2 separate regions of the Sus scrofa genome follow, and region 1 is linked to region 2. A link is a contact called in public HiChIP or PLAC-seq data. All regions are on one chromosome and are shown on one strand. The core of a region is the stretch at or near the end of the contact, and the rest is flanking DNA. Distances in the headings are between cores, read along the strand shown.

Region 1 (6,471 bases), core at 2,767-5,266, 350 kb before region 2:
AAACAAATTTAATTGAGCAACTGACCTTTTATACATACGTTTTGAGGATTACCTTCACCCAAAACCAGTCTTTCTCAGGGTACTAGACAAAGCCCCCCCCCCCCTCACATAAAAATAGCTTTTCCAGATCTACTGGGGAAAAAAATTGGCTTTTTTCCAGGGCTTTCTGCTCTACTGAAACTAAACATGTAAATGATCAATTTAACTCTGGTTTTTAGTTTAGGATAAATGACAGCATTTATGGTTCTGCTTGGGGATGTAGGGGTGAATTTTAAACTGCTGAGTTTTAATTAATCCTTTGTAACCTCACAGAAGCAAAATGTCTGTGATCCTCGTTTGGTAAAAGAGCCTGATACCAAGCACACAAGTAAGACAAATGAAATGCACACGAAACAAGTAAAGAGAAGGATTCCTAAAAAAGCAGCCTGTTATTTGTGCTTCGACATATAATTGAGACAGGCTCAAAAGGCCTTCCGACGATGTGACACGTTGCTCGCTTTGGCCAGCAGGGGGAGACTAGTGAGTCGTCAAGCACCGAAAGGAGACACACCCCGAATATGGTTGCTTATCATCTGTGTCCTCTCTGATTTTTCAAAAACCCACAAGAAGAAAACAAAAAATTCTTCGCAAGAAACGCTTAATATTTAAAAACTGAGATTAAATTCACATGACATAAAATCAACATTGTAAAATGTACAATTGAGTGGCATTTAATACCTCCACGATGTTGTACAATCGCCCCCTCTTATCTAGTTCCAAAACGTGAGAAATGCTTAAATTTGATAGAAAACTTACAGAAGCCCAGCCCTATCCTTTCCTCATTCCGTCACACTCCTAGTTTTGCCTCCACCTGCATCACGTTAGGAATGGTTCCCGCGCATTCTCCAAACAGCCTTCTTCCCTAAACAATTCACAGAATCTGACCAGGGGTTATAATTACACGTTCGAAAACCAAAACAATCTCAAGTCTTCAGTTCTTTTCTCTGGGAATCGCGCAGTTGCAACAGTTAGTATGAGTGGCTACTTAAAAATTCCATACATTTTATGTTTTGTCATTTCTCAACAAAGAAATGAATAAATTATTTTGACTTAAATATAGCTACAAAACAAATTAATCTTTCAGCCTTTGAATTGAAATTTAAAGTTATTTCCATCCAGAGTGAAGATTTAAGATATTTCTAGGTTAAAATGAGAGCCAAGATTTTAAGGGCACCATGTCAATTGGTTTAGATAACAAATTTGAGAAAAGCAGAACTAAATAGTTAATGTAATAAAAGCTGAAGCTTTACAACCTAAATCCACTATTTTATTAAAGAATTTAATCTACTTCAGGGGGCCTTGGCCCAGGGAAGGGTAAAAAAATGCCAAACTGGAAAGCAGGGGGAGGGGAATTGCTGTTGGTGACTCTGGGAAAACAGGAGGGAGGGAAACAGAGGAGCAAATGAGGCCGGATCCGCCCTAACAAAGAGGCAGAAACTGTGTCTCAACAGCCACCAAATCCAGTTCAGGGCGGTTTGAGCCAGTTTCTGAGCTGGATTGAGAACAACAGCCTCGGCTGAGACTTGATGAGGGTGAAAGAGAAAATACAAAATGGATTTCGCAGAGAGAAGTGGATTCGGCCTGGACTCGCAGGAGCCTAAAGCTGTTTCCTGGCGTTGCAAAGTCAGATAAAATATAAGGCCTGGAGCCGGAACAGTGGCCTATTGCGGAAGGAAAAATGACAGAGCACTGCCTCTGTGCCTTGATCCAGTCCGCATTTTCCCTTCTACTTCCCCTAATTGTGGCTGGTAAGGGAAAGGGCCTCAGGGTATCAGTTTTCAGAGAAAGCTGGCTGCGGTGTTGGGGGAGGGGAGGAGTCTGTGTCAAGGGTAGTTTAACGTGTGTGCGGGTGTGGGGGAGGGATGTGTGAGAGGGTCTGAAGGAGAGGGAACAACGCTTCACACCGTGCAGTTCACACCGCCTTTCCACACCTCTGCTGCATTATTGCACAATCTCAATATACACCGCACATAGGTGTCTTGGGAGCGCCCTACATACACTTGGCATTTGTACATGTAATGACCAGGTTCCTTCGGCCCTGTGCATTAACGACCATAAAGACTGTCCACATGCTCTTTTCATTCGTGCCGTAAAAACACATACGAGCTGTACATACCTTCTCAACCAAGAGACCTGGCAGTGTTGGGTAACAGTGGAATGATAATCCTGTCCTCGCTTCCCCTCCCCCAGGTGCCAGAACCTCTGACATCTGATCAGTCCCACCCTCGAAGTGGCTCCTCTGAGCGTCTAACAGTCTGAGCTGTGGTCCGCAGCTGTCGAGGGTGTGCACATCCTGCGGCCAGGTTCGACTGAGAGCTTCTGGGACCGGTTACATCTCCTGACCCCCCAAAACTCCAAAAGCTGCCCAGGAATTCTAGCCAAAGTCCGAACTTAGCTGGGGGAGGGGCCAGAGCAAATTTTGGGGTGGCGTTGCTAAATTCCCTTTCCCCTGAATATCCCAAGGATGTTTAGAATCTTCCAGAGGCACCAGATGAGTGCCTTCAGACCTTAAGGCTTGTTTGAATTGGAAGGCAGCCCTGGTTTGGGGAGGACTGTGGAGACCCCTGTGAGTGTACAGTCTGGGTCTCTTTCTCTCCCCTCTTCCTTTCTCTCTCCCTATGTCCCTCTCTCTCTCTCTCCCCCCCCTTCTCCCCCCCACTCTCTCTCTCTCTCTCACACACACACACACACACACACACACACACACTCAAAACCGGGTCTGTAGGGTTTCAAAATCCCTTGAGAAATTGGGGGAGGTGAGAGGGAGGTCAAACTAAAAGCCGTCACTGCTATTTTAACCTTGTTAATCTATCGTTGATATACCGGTGAACAGTTGGAACACATCCACTACGCATTATTTATATGCAACAATCGTCCATAAACGAAGCTTGTTACTATCATGTCTTATTCGACGCTATTGCACAAATAAGTAACTTACGCAGCGCTTCTATATTCATTTCATTAACTATTACACCTTGGCTGCTATAGCCTCTGCTAGAAAGTTTTTTGGGGGTTTGGGGTTTTTTAGTAGAGGGCAGGGTTTTTCCCCACAAGAACATGCAGAAGGCTGCAAGGAGATAACAATAACAGCAATAATCAGAATCATAATATTGAGAGCTTGCTGTAAGTGAAACACAGTACCAAGTATTTCACATATTAAATTATCTTATTCAATACTCACCATATATCTCTAAGTTAGACATTATCGTTCCCATTCTGGAGATGAGGAAAACGGTGCTTGGAAAGATTAGGTATTTCATCTATTTAAATGGCAGACCAAGATTCTGGTCCAGTCCTTGCTTTTAACCGGCTGTTAAACTGCAACCTCCCTGGCAAATGGTTTAAAATTTATCTCCAGACCCTACTGTGTATCAGCCTACTTTGGGCTGGGGGGTAAGTAGGTTTTGGTGAGAGAGGAGGATTGGTTCAGTGATGAGGGCGTGGTTCCTGCCTTCAACAAGCTTTCAATCTAAGGGCTGTTTTTTCAAGAACAATACTGGCCTGCCTTACAAGGGATTATTTTTTCCTGCCTCTGGCTTCAGAGGCCATCTGGGAATTATAGTTTGGAATTTCCTTGCCATTTCCGTGCGGGAGGAACATTTGAAGTCAAGACTGCCCTGGTACTAGCAGGCGGCGCAGGCTAGCCGGGTGGAAAGGGGCAGGGCGAGGCCGCTGGGGAGCCGTAACCATGGCAACCCAGCCTGCTTTCCAGAACAATGTCTCTAACCAGGAAAACAGCTCGAGAGAGCTCTCTCTTCATAATCCCCGCGGCCGGCGGGCCAGGGAATGCACAAAGGGGATTCTTTCTTTGTAGAGAAATGACTCTTTACAAGGCCCAGAACAAAGGAAAACATTTGTTGTATAGGGTCTGTCTTTGTACTTGGCTGGAATAAAAATCAACAAAGCGCGGTTACTTAGTTCCTCCCAACTATTCACAGGAAGTGAACAGAGCTTTGTCACGCAAGCTTCCTATTTTTGGATAATATTTGTTTTACCCCCATTTTACAGATGAGAGATTAGTAGTCATGAATGAACTGGCGCTTCCTAAACCTATAATTAAAACAGCGGTGCGTCCTCTCAGAAGGCCTGGTGAAGCTGGCCCTGCCTTTTTGCCTACTTTATGATAATTCTACAGATAATGTTTACAGGGTCCATGTGCACGTGCTCGGGGGCCTGGGAGCTGCCCGGGCTTTCTGGACTCCCATCCTCCCACTCTCTGCTTCCAGCCACTCGACCCTCCCCCTCCTCCCTGCACTGCACCTGCAACCCGTGCCTGAAGGAGGAGGTGGAGGAGGTGAAGGAGGAGGAAGAGAAGGGGGAGGGGAAGATGGGTACGGAGGGGGATAGTTGAGGGGGGAGGAGGGACGAGAGGAAGAGGGAGGGGAGGAGGAATGCGGAAGACATTCCAGTTCTACTCCTGCAAGTCTCCACTCCATCGAGTTAGGAAACTCCTGCCAAGAGGCTGAAAGAAGACAGTGTGAGAGGGTGACTGTACAACTCCCGGCTTTCAAGTGATCTACAGCCAGATTACACCCTGAGCATTGAAGACAGGGCCGTGGTTGTCAATCCCCTCCCCCAAGACCAAGAACAAAAGCAGTCACTATAACCTTAATGACAAATGACCTTCTATAAATGCCTACGCCTATAAATAATGTAACTTTTAAACAGTTGTATGAACCAGAAAAAGTAAGAGCTTGGCTACCTCGTGGTAGTAAAAGCTCTACTACCTAATTCTGGGTGCCTCAGGGGAGCCCAATCCATCACAAATTCTCCAAGACCAAAATCAGATTGCTCTGCCTCAACATCTGCCCTTTTGTGCACTGTTGGGGGAGGACAGAAAATGGGTCACATTATCCCCTGGGTGAATTTATAGGCATTGCCTGAGGGGCTTCTTCAAACTACACTTCCCACCCCATCCCTGAGGGGCTTCTTCAAACTACACTTTCCACCCCATCCCTGAGGGGCTTCTTCAAACTACACTTTCCACCCCATCCCTAGAGATTCTGTTGCCAGAAGATTACTTAATGAAATGTGTCACCCCACTCCCAACCTGGAACAGAGTTGAGAACCACTGCCAGTGTCACCCCTGTACAGAGTTAATTGGATGAATTGTTGATACTAAATTAAGGCCTAAATTTGTTGACCTTTCCCTAGTTAATTACATTTCACTAGATACTGTTAGCTTATCCTGCTTTAGGAAATGCAAACAATGGATCTTTACAGTGAATTTTTTTTTTCTTTCTTTCTTTTTTTTTTTTTTTTTTTTTTTTTTTTTTTTTTGCCATTTCTAGGGCCGCTCCCGCAGCATATGGAAGTTCCCAGGCTAGGGGTCAAATCAGACCTGTAACTGCCAGCCTACACCAGAGCCATAGCAACACAGGATCCGAGCCACGTCTGCAACCTACACCACAGCTCACGGCAACACGGGATCCTTAACCCACTGAGTGAGGCCAGGGATCGAACCTGCAACCTCATGGTTCCTAGTCAGATTTGTTAACTGCTGAGCCACGATGGGAACTCCTTTACAGTGAATTTTTAAAGATTCACAGAATATTGGAAATTCCCAGAACTCAGAGACATATAATCACCCTCCCCAAGTTTGATCCTTGTAGTATTAAATATTCATTCAGCATTCATTGAACACTTCTTAATGATCAGGCACTTTGTTACTATTCACTGTACTAGACCTGTGAATTTTAAAAGGCACAGGTAAAACATGAAACTTAATTTCAAAGAGCTCACAGGCTGGGAAGGAAGATACCCAGGAAATCAGCTGTTGCCGAGTGGTATGATACATACTTTATAAAGGCAGAAATGAGATTGGGGGGGGGGAGAAAGGGACGTGAAAAACAGAGTAAGACTGGGTGGAGCAGCGAGATCATCAGAGAACTTCTTGTAAAGAGCTGAAAAATGGGATGGAGTGAGCTAGAAGAATACCAGAGCTGGAGTCAGAACAGAGTTTTAGCTCCAGATTTATCAATTGGTTAGCTATCAGGTAGACATAAAAGAACTCAAAAGATAAAGGCAAAGCAGGGAAACTGAAGTCCAGTATGTCAGGAGATCTGAGGACTGGAACTAGAGGACTAGCCTAGCAGGAGAATTGATCGATTCCCTGGCCCACAGGGCTTCTGCGCATCTTACTAGAATAAGAGCCACCTCACAAGTATGAAGAATCTTGCAAAAGTGAGCTATTGACCTACAGATCTCACCAATACAAAACTTTAACATTTCAATATGTTATTTATAAGTTTAGGTTTATTAGCACAATTTCACATTATTGGCCTGACACCAGAGTGCAATTAAATACCTGATGCTGAGTCAATACTGTTTTCACCGAAATTTTCAGTTAGTTTGCTAAGACCTGTTTCCACATGCTGGGCTAAGGTCTAGCACTAGCAATTAAGCTAGGCTCTCTCCCTGCATGGTGTCCCT
Region 2 (6,994 bases), core at 1,858-4,357:
GAAGCCAGCCTGTGCCCAGATCAATTACAACAGACTCTCTAGGGTATGATTCTGGCAACAGTATTTTAAAAATCTCCCCAGGTATCACAATGTACAGCCAAGTTGAAAGTCACCCTATTAAAGGCTAAATATCAGGAGCCCAGTTTTGTCTTCATGAGCTTACATTTCATCTGTCACACATACAATCTTTTTTTTTCTTTTTTTGGCTGTCCCTCGGCATATGGAGCTCCCCGGCCAGGGATCAGATCCGAGCCACAGTTTCGACCTTAGCGACAGCTGTGGCAATGCCAGACTGGGGATAAACCTGTGTCCCAGTCTGTCACATATACAATCTTATCTGCGAAGAAATGAAAAGGGATAAGAATGGAATCATTTATAATTCCATTTATTATTTCTCGCTCCTTTTCTTACAAATGATGGTTTAGATTTATCACTCAATGGCCACATTTTCATTGCCTTCACTCCCCCTCATCTCAGCCCTGGACTTTTTTTAGCCTCATTAAATATCTGTGTCTTTGACTTAATGAGAACCTCCAGAAGTTAGAGCTGGAAGAAACTGCAGAAATCATCTTGTTCATTCCAATTTTACTGGCAACAAAACTGACACCCAGTTAGGGTAAGTGGCTTGTCCAAAGTCCAACAAGCTATTATTAGACCCTAGTCTAGAAACTGGATCACCTAACTCTTAACCTCAGAGCTGTTTTTCTCACCCTGCATTGTATCTAACTGAAAACATGAGAAATCTAAAACTTAATCTTATTGGATAATTGTGTGCTATTTTTTTTGATCCCAAATTATAATCTGATTCATGGCTCCAGTCTTAAGTGCTTAAGGTCAAAGTTTCAGATTTTAGGATTTTAAAATTGTTAGGGAGTTCCCCTTGTGGCTCAGCAGTAATGAACCCAACTAGGATCCATGAGGACTTGGGTTTAATCCCTGGCCCTCACTCAGTGAACTGGGGATCTGGCATTGCCCTGAGCTGTCATGTAGGTCACAGATGAAACTAGGATCCCATGTTGTTGTGGCTGTGGTGTAGGCTTGCAGCTGCAGCTCCAATTTGATCCCTAGCCTGGGACTCTCCATATGAAATGGGTGTGGCCATAAAAAACAACAACCACCACCAAAAAAAAAAGATTTTAAAAATTTAAGAAACTTGGGGATCTTAAGAATTATCCAGGGGCTCTGCAGATTTCCATGATTCATACTAGACTTCTAAATCCTAATCACCAGCAGAAGTGTCAGGGAACTCTATTTTTAACAGATATATTTGTTGTTGTTGTTGTTGTTGTTTTTTTGTCTTTCTTTTGTCTTTTGTCTTTTGTTGTTGTTGTTGTTGTTGTTGCTATTTCTTGGGCCGCTCCCACGGCATATGGAGGTTCCCAGGCTAGGGGTCCAATCGGAGCTGTAGTCACCGGCCTACGCCAGAGCCACAGCAACGCGGGATCCGAGCCGCGTCTGCAACCTACACCACAGCTCACGGCAACGCCGGATCCTTAACCCACTGAGCAAGGGCAGGGACCGAACCCACAACCTCATGGTTCCTAGTCAGATTCGTTAACCACTGCGCCACGACGGGAACTCCTTAACAGATATATTTGTGATCAGTCGGAATTTAGTTTCTAATCAGGCAAGTTTTGCCCTCGAATTCTTAACTTTTCAAGTGATTATTTCCCTGAGAAAAATCGTCTGTTAGTCTCTGGATCACTTTAATTCTTTTGAGGGGAATTGCAGTCTGAGATTTTTCATTAGAAAAGACATTCTCACACTTAGCTGCCACTGAGTATCAACTATTATTAGAAAAGTCTGAAATTAGTGAGGAAAAGTAAAAATTTCAGCAATACCCAAATATCTTGGCCAACGTATTCTCAATTTTCTTGAAGTCTGGTCTCTTTTCTGGATCTTCCTCCCAGCAGTTTTTGACAAGCAGATAGACCTAGAAAGGCAGACAAGGCAGATTAACTCAGGGGGCTGTATCCTATCTTATTCTGTTCAGGGATGGGAGAATAGTTTTAAAACATCTCAAAAAACAAACAAAAAAACACAAAGGAGTTCCAAAAGCACAGTGGAAACAATCTGACTAGGAACCACCGCGAGGTTTCAGGTTTGATCCCTGGCCTCTCCCAATGGGTTAAGGCATAGGTCAGCGGCTACAGCTTCGAAGGGACCCCTAGCCTGGGAACATCCATATGCCATGCGCGTGGCCCTAAAAAGCAAAAAAGAAAAAAAAAATCTCAACTCTGACAAAGAGGATGGGATGGCTCAGTTCCCTGTAGCCTCTCTCAGTCACAGCCACCTGCACTCCCTTGCCTCACCCTTCCCTTCAGCCCTAAACTAATAAAAATGGTGGTACTGGTTTTGATGAGGTCAGGTTGATGGGAGATACAAAATGCTTTCCAGACATTTGCAGGGTTTATTTTGGGAAGGGCAATAAATATCGGAGCTCAGTGAGTAAGAGGCCAGTAACTCTAAACGAGAGCGAGGCTCTATGAAATTAGTTTTCAACCATGCCTGATGGTGCAATTGTCGGAGCAGTGTTCACAAAAGTTACGATTTCAGGAGATTCTGAATTAATTGATTTGTGAAGGGGCCTTATTAGGGTCCTCAGATTTAGCTAATACAAATCCAGGACACTCAGGTAAACTTGAATTTCAGATAATGCATGATTCGTTTAGCATAAGTATGTTCCAGTTGTTCCAAGGGCAAAGGCCAATAATCTATACATTTTTAAGTTCCCCAGGTGATGCAATGCCCACTGCAGTGGAGAAGAGAAGCAAGGAAGGGGAGGTACAAGGAAGCCCTTGGAATCATCATCTCCTTTGGTGCCACCTGTTTGCGGCTTTTGTGGGATCAAAAAGCATAATAAAAACCATGTTTTAAATAAAGATCGTTCTTCACTATGACCCAAAACAGGACCACAAATGGTTTGAGAAGCAGTTCCTGTCTGTGCTCTTTGCCTTAATCAAGTCCCCTGGGAGTGACAGGACTAGTCTAGAACTGTGGTTGCCTAGATTCACCACTAGGTGATGCTCTTGCCTGGGAAAACGATCTGCAGGCTACCTGCCTTGGAAAGGAGGGGACAGAAGCTGCAACAGATGGAACAGCAGATGCTCGTCAGGCACTGCCAAGTCATCCAGCTTCAGGCCTGTATGCTTTGGGAACCACCTACCAGATACGGAATCTAATTCCTCACTGCTAATTCCAGAACCAAATCCAGCTACATGTGTGAATTGAGGAGAAGATGCTTTGGTGAAAGAGGTCTTAAGCAACATGTGGATATAAAGACTAGAAAGGAGGGTTTTAGAAGAGAAATGCTGATGTGTAGGGAGGAATCCCAGCATTCAGAAAAGCAAGAGGAAAGGAAGGGAGGAGGTGGTGGCAATTATAGGGGCAGATGGATCTCAGAACCTTGGGGCCACAGCCTGCCTTTAATGTTGACAAAAAGAGAGAGAAGTAAAAATGGCCCATTCCTGCCCAGCAGAGTCTGGCCCTAAACCTCATCTGGCAGGTCGCCTGTAAACTGAAGCAAAATATTTTTATCTTTACCTTTCAAAGAGCAAAAGTGTTAAAAACATGGGTTTTTTTAAAAGACCATAAATATTTTGTGAGCATTTACTTATCATCTCCTGAATTATAAAAGCTCAGAAAAAATTCCCTCCCAAAATTAGATTTTTTTTTCCCCATAGGTCTTAAAGGCCTTTGTGAGAGATTGTTTAAAAAAAATTAAGCAAACAAAGAGAGAAAAATCTCCATTTTCTTCAGAGGAAGGATAGAAAGAGTGAAAGTACATTTCTTTATTGTTTCTAGATGTTGCCATATTTGCTATTTAATCAGCAGGTAATATTTATAACCTTAGTAAGTGTATCACATGGACATTTTACACTTTTAGCTCCTAAACCTTGAGAATGTGACATGTGCGCTTAAGGAACTCTTTCCTGATTTGGGAGTATGGGCGGCTGACAGTAGCTCCCAAGGATGTGTCCCCACTCCTAGAGCCAGTGAAGCTGACCTTATTTAGAAAAAGGGTCTTTGCAGATATGATAAAGGATCTTGTGATGGGGAGGTAATGCTGGATTATCTTGGTGGGCCTGAACGTAGTTGCAAGCATTCTTACAGAAGAGAGAAGCAGAGGGAAAGTTGAAGAGGAGAAAGTGGCCTGGAGGTAGAGATTAGAGGAGGATCCGGAAGCCAAGGAACGTCTAAGCCACCGGAAGCTCCTGGAAGAAGCAGGGAATACATTCTCCCCCCGAGCCACTAGAGGGAGCATGACCTGCCGACAACTCACTGCAGACTTCCGGCCTCCAGAACTGTAAACCAGTATGTTTCTGTTTTAATTCAGTGTGTGTGTGGTACTTTGCTGCAGCAGCCCAAAGACATTCACGCTGGGAGATAGAACTCACTTCCAGTTCTTTTTCCTCTGCTGTTTCCAGGAACAGATCTGGGCGGAAGGGTTTCACCCCGTTGGAATTCTCCACTCTGAAAATCTTCTCTGATGGGATAAGAATAATGCAAATGACAACAAAGAAAGCAGTGTGAAGAAATTTTAGCAGCGGCTGCCAGCCTCTGAATTGGTTCACCGACCCTGGATAGGTCCCCAGTGGGGCTGTGGCAGAGCCTAGGCCAGTTCTCAACAGAGAGAAGTGAACAAATGAAGGAGTCTCCAGGTGAAGGGGTCTTGTGTCCCTTTACACCAGGAGGTCACCTTAAGTTAAGTCTACTAACCCTCTAAAACTTAACTCAGATACACCTGCCATAGGGAGGCTTTCTCTGAGCAAGACGCCAGCTTGCCCCCACTATATCCCTTTACCACCTCCATCCCCCAGAGGGTTAAGAGCTGGCACATAATTAAGTGCTCAGTAAATCGAGGACTGGATGAATGGAATAAAACACTCCCCCCCTGAGGGGACATGTGGCAAAACTACTGATCTGCTTTCAGTAAGAACTGAAATGCCTATGTTGTCCCACTAGAGTGATCTAGTCCAGGTGTGAAACGGGCACAAAGTCTTCTACTGGAATCAAAAGGAAATCAGGAAATGGTAAGGCAAGATTCTTTCAGACACAATAATATGACAGCAGTGGCAGCTGGCAGAGGAATACTGTCCTATGCTTTTCAGAGCCCTCTAACCTTCAGATGCGATGGATCCCTCCAGCTACCCTATGGAGGGCGGGTGTGTCCTTGCTTTTGCTGGGGAGTGGACTGATAGGTGGTCACAGGACCTCAGGGTCTAGGTCAGCCTAGCACGCTGGCTCCCCCCGAGGGTCTCACTCACCCTTCTGGTCCCGACAGCTGAGGGTGTAGAAGGTTTCTCTTCGCAGGATGATCTCCTGGGCGATGATCCCGTAGCTGTACACATCTCCTTTCTGGGAGACGCTGGCTCGGCGTAGGTGCTCCGGGGCCGTCCACAGGTCTGCACATTCAGCAGTGACACGGAGAGGGTGAGGGGTCGAGCCGCTCAGGGGTCTCCAACTTGCTTTTGCTTTTAGGTCCCTCCACCGCGCTAACGCCGGTGACGGGGGCAGCACACATGCTTGCCTTCTAAGCTGACTGTGTAATGCCGGGATTCAGGTGCGGGCATGCAGCAATGCCTTGCCTAAGCTGCTTGACTCAGAGCTCTGAAAACCCTCAAGGTCAACTAGACTAGCACCTGGGGACAGGAAGTGCTCAGTAAACGTCTGTGGGGTGAATGCAGTAGAATCTAAGAGGCTGAGCATTTAACAGCTTACAGAACATGTGGCATAAACAGAAAAGCCTTCATAAATATTTTAAAATCATGTATTTATTTTATGTAATATAAAAGACTATATATACATATATATAGTACATAATTTTTACAATATAAAATTAACTATAAATTATATATAAATTATATGGTTTATATAATTATAAATATAGATATAGTTTATATAATTATATAATTTATATAAAATGTATAGTTCATAAGCATTATATAAATATAAATATATTTATTTATATAATTATATATAAATATATATAAGTATAAATATATACTATATGTAATAATATAAGTATATATATTATATACATATGATATATATATTTATTAAAAACAAATAAAAAGAGCACTTTTTTTGTCTTTTTAGGGGTGCACCTGTGGCACATGGAGGTTCCCAGGCTAGGGGTCCAATCAGAGCTGTAGCCGCCAGCCTACACCACAGCCACAGCCATGATGGATCTGAGCCACATCTGTGACTTACACCACAGCTCAGGGCAACACCGGATCCTTAACCTACTGAGGGAGGCCAGGAATCAAACCCGCGTCCTCATGGAAGCTAGTCAGGTTCACTAACTACTAGCTACGAGGGGAACTCCAAGAGAGCACATTTAAACAAAGAGACCATCACTGATATTTTTCAGGTGTGACACGCTGGCAGCCACAAAGTCAGCTATCACCTGGAGATGTGTTTTATTTATCGCAGTGTTCTTTAAACAAATTAATGCACACAATTTGCCCACGTTTTACTGTTGTGCCTGCTCTGTCCATCTAGTTCACTTCACATGAGTGAAGCACTCCTGGGTCCTGTGTTTGGCTCCTCGAAACACTTGGGGTTTGGACCCCATCACAGATCTTGTTTATAATAATGGGTATACAATTAATTTTCCATCCCTTGGAAATTTTCCAGGATCCCTTAGCTCCTGGTAGACTTTTTGAGATTTCTACCTTCAGCAGTTTCAATGAAACAAAGCTATACATGCGTGTGTTTAGGCACATGACATGCTTATAATGAAGAACATTTTCGTCATTTGGTTTTCCATCCAACTGTTCACTGCCTTTTGGAATTTGTCTCATGAGTTTATATGGCTTGTTCTTGGACTTGTAGGAAAGAGAAATAAATCTACTTATGCTCAAGTTCCAAGATAGGTAAATGGATGCAATCCACCAACCCCACAGATAGGTAAATGGATGAAGTTCAGGAGGGTAGGATTTGACCCGCAGTTTGTCTGATTCTGTGTCATGGTGAGTCGTTTAATGAAGGA

What was found. HiChIP or PLAC-seq counts read pairs in DNA pulled down with a chosen protein or histone mark.
Region 1: a contact with region 2 is called in an H3K27ac HiChIP or PLAC-seq map of skeletal muscle. The contact joins two enhancer-like sites. A contact is called at or near these places in 1 of 47 Hi-C or Micro-C datasets (embryonic fibroblasts) and 2 of 2 datasets of contacts at active chromatin or transcription factors (alveolar macrophages and skeletal muscle).

Annotation. Positions count from the first base shown.
Region 1 is chr5:58,233,931-58,240,401 of Sscrofa11.1, reverse strand. No RefSeq gene overlaps it. Among named protein-coding and RNA genes, the nearest start is that of ATF7IP, 87 kb to the right of the region's middle. Within about 2 kb of position 4,016, at least 68 of the 83 cell types and tissues checked have an H3K27ac peak or open chromatin away from gene starts, as enhancers often do. A contact at or near this core is called in alveolar macrophages and skeletal muscle, where this site is marked.
Region 2 is chr5:57,878,369-57,885,362 of Sscrofa11.1, reverse strand. GUCY2C (guanylate cyclase 2C (heat stable enterotoxin receptor)) reads right to left here. Exons shown (of 27, transcript NM_214105.1): 18 at 5,268-5,405; 19 at 4,398-4,486; 20 at 1,842-1,933. Among named protein-coding and RNA genes, the nearest start is that of GUCY2C, 59 kb to the right of the region's middle. Within about 2 kb of position 3,107, at least 11 of the 83 cell types and tissues checked have an H3K27ac peak or open chromatin away from gene starts, as enhancers often do. A contact at or near this core is called in alveolar macrophages and skeletal muscle, where this site is marked.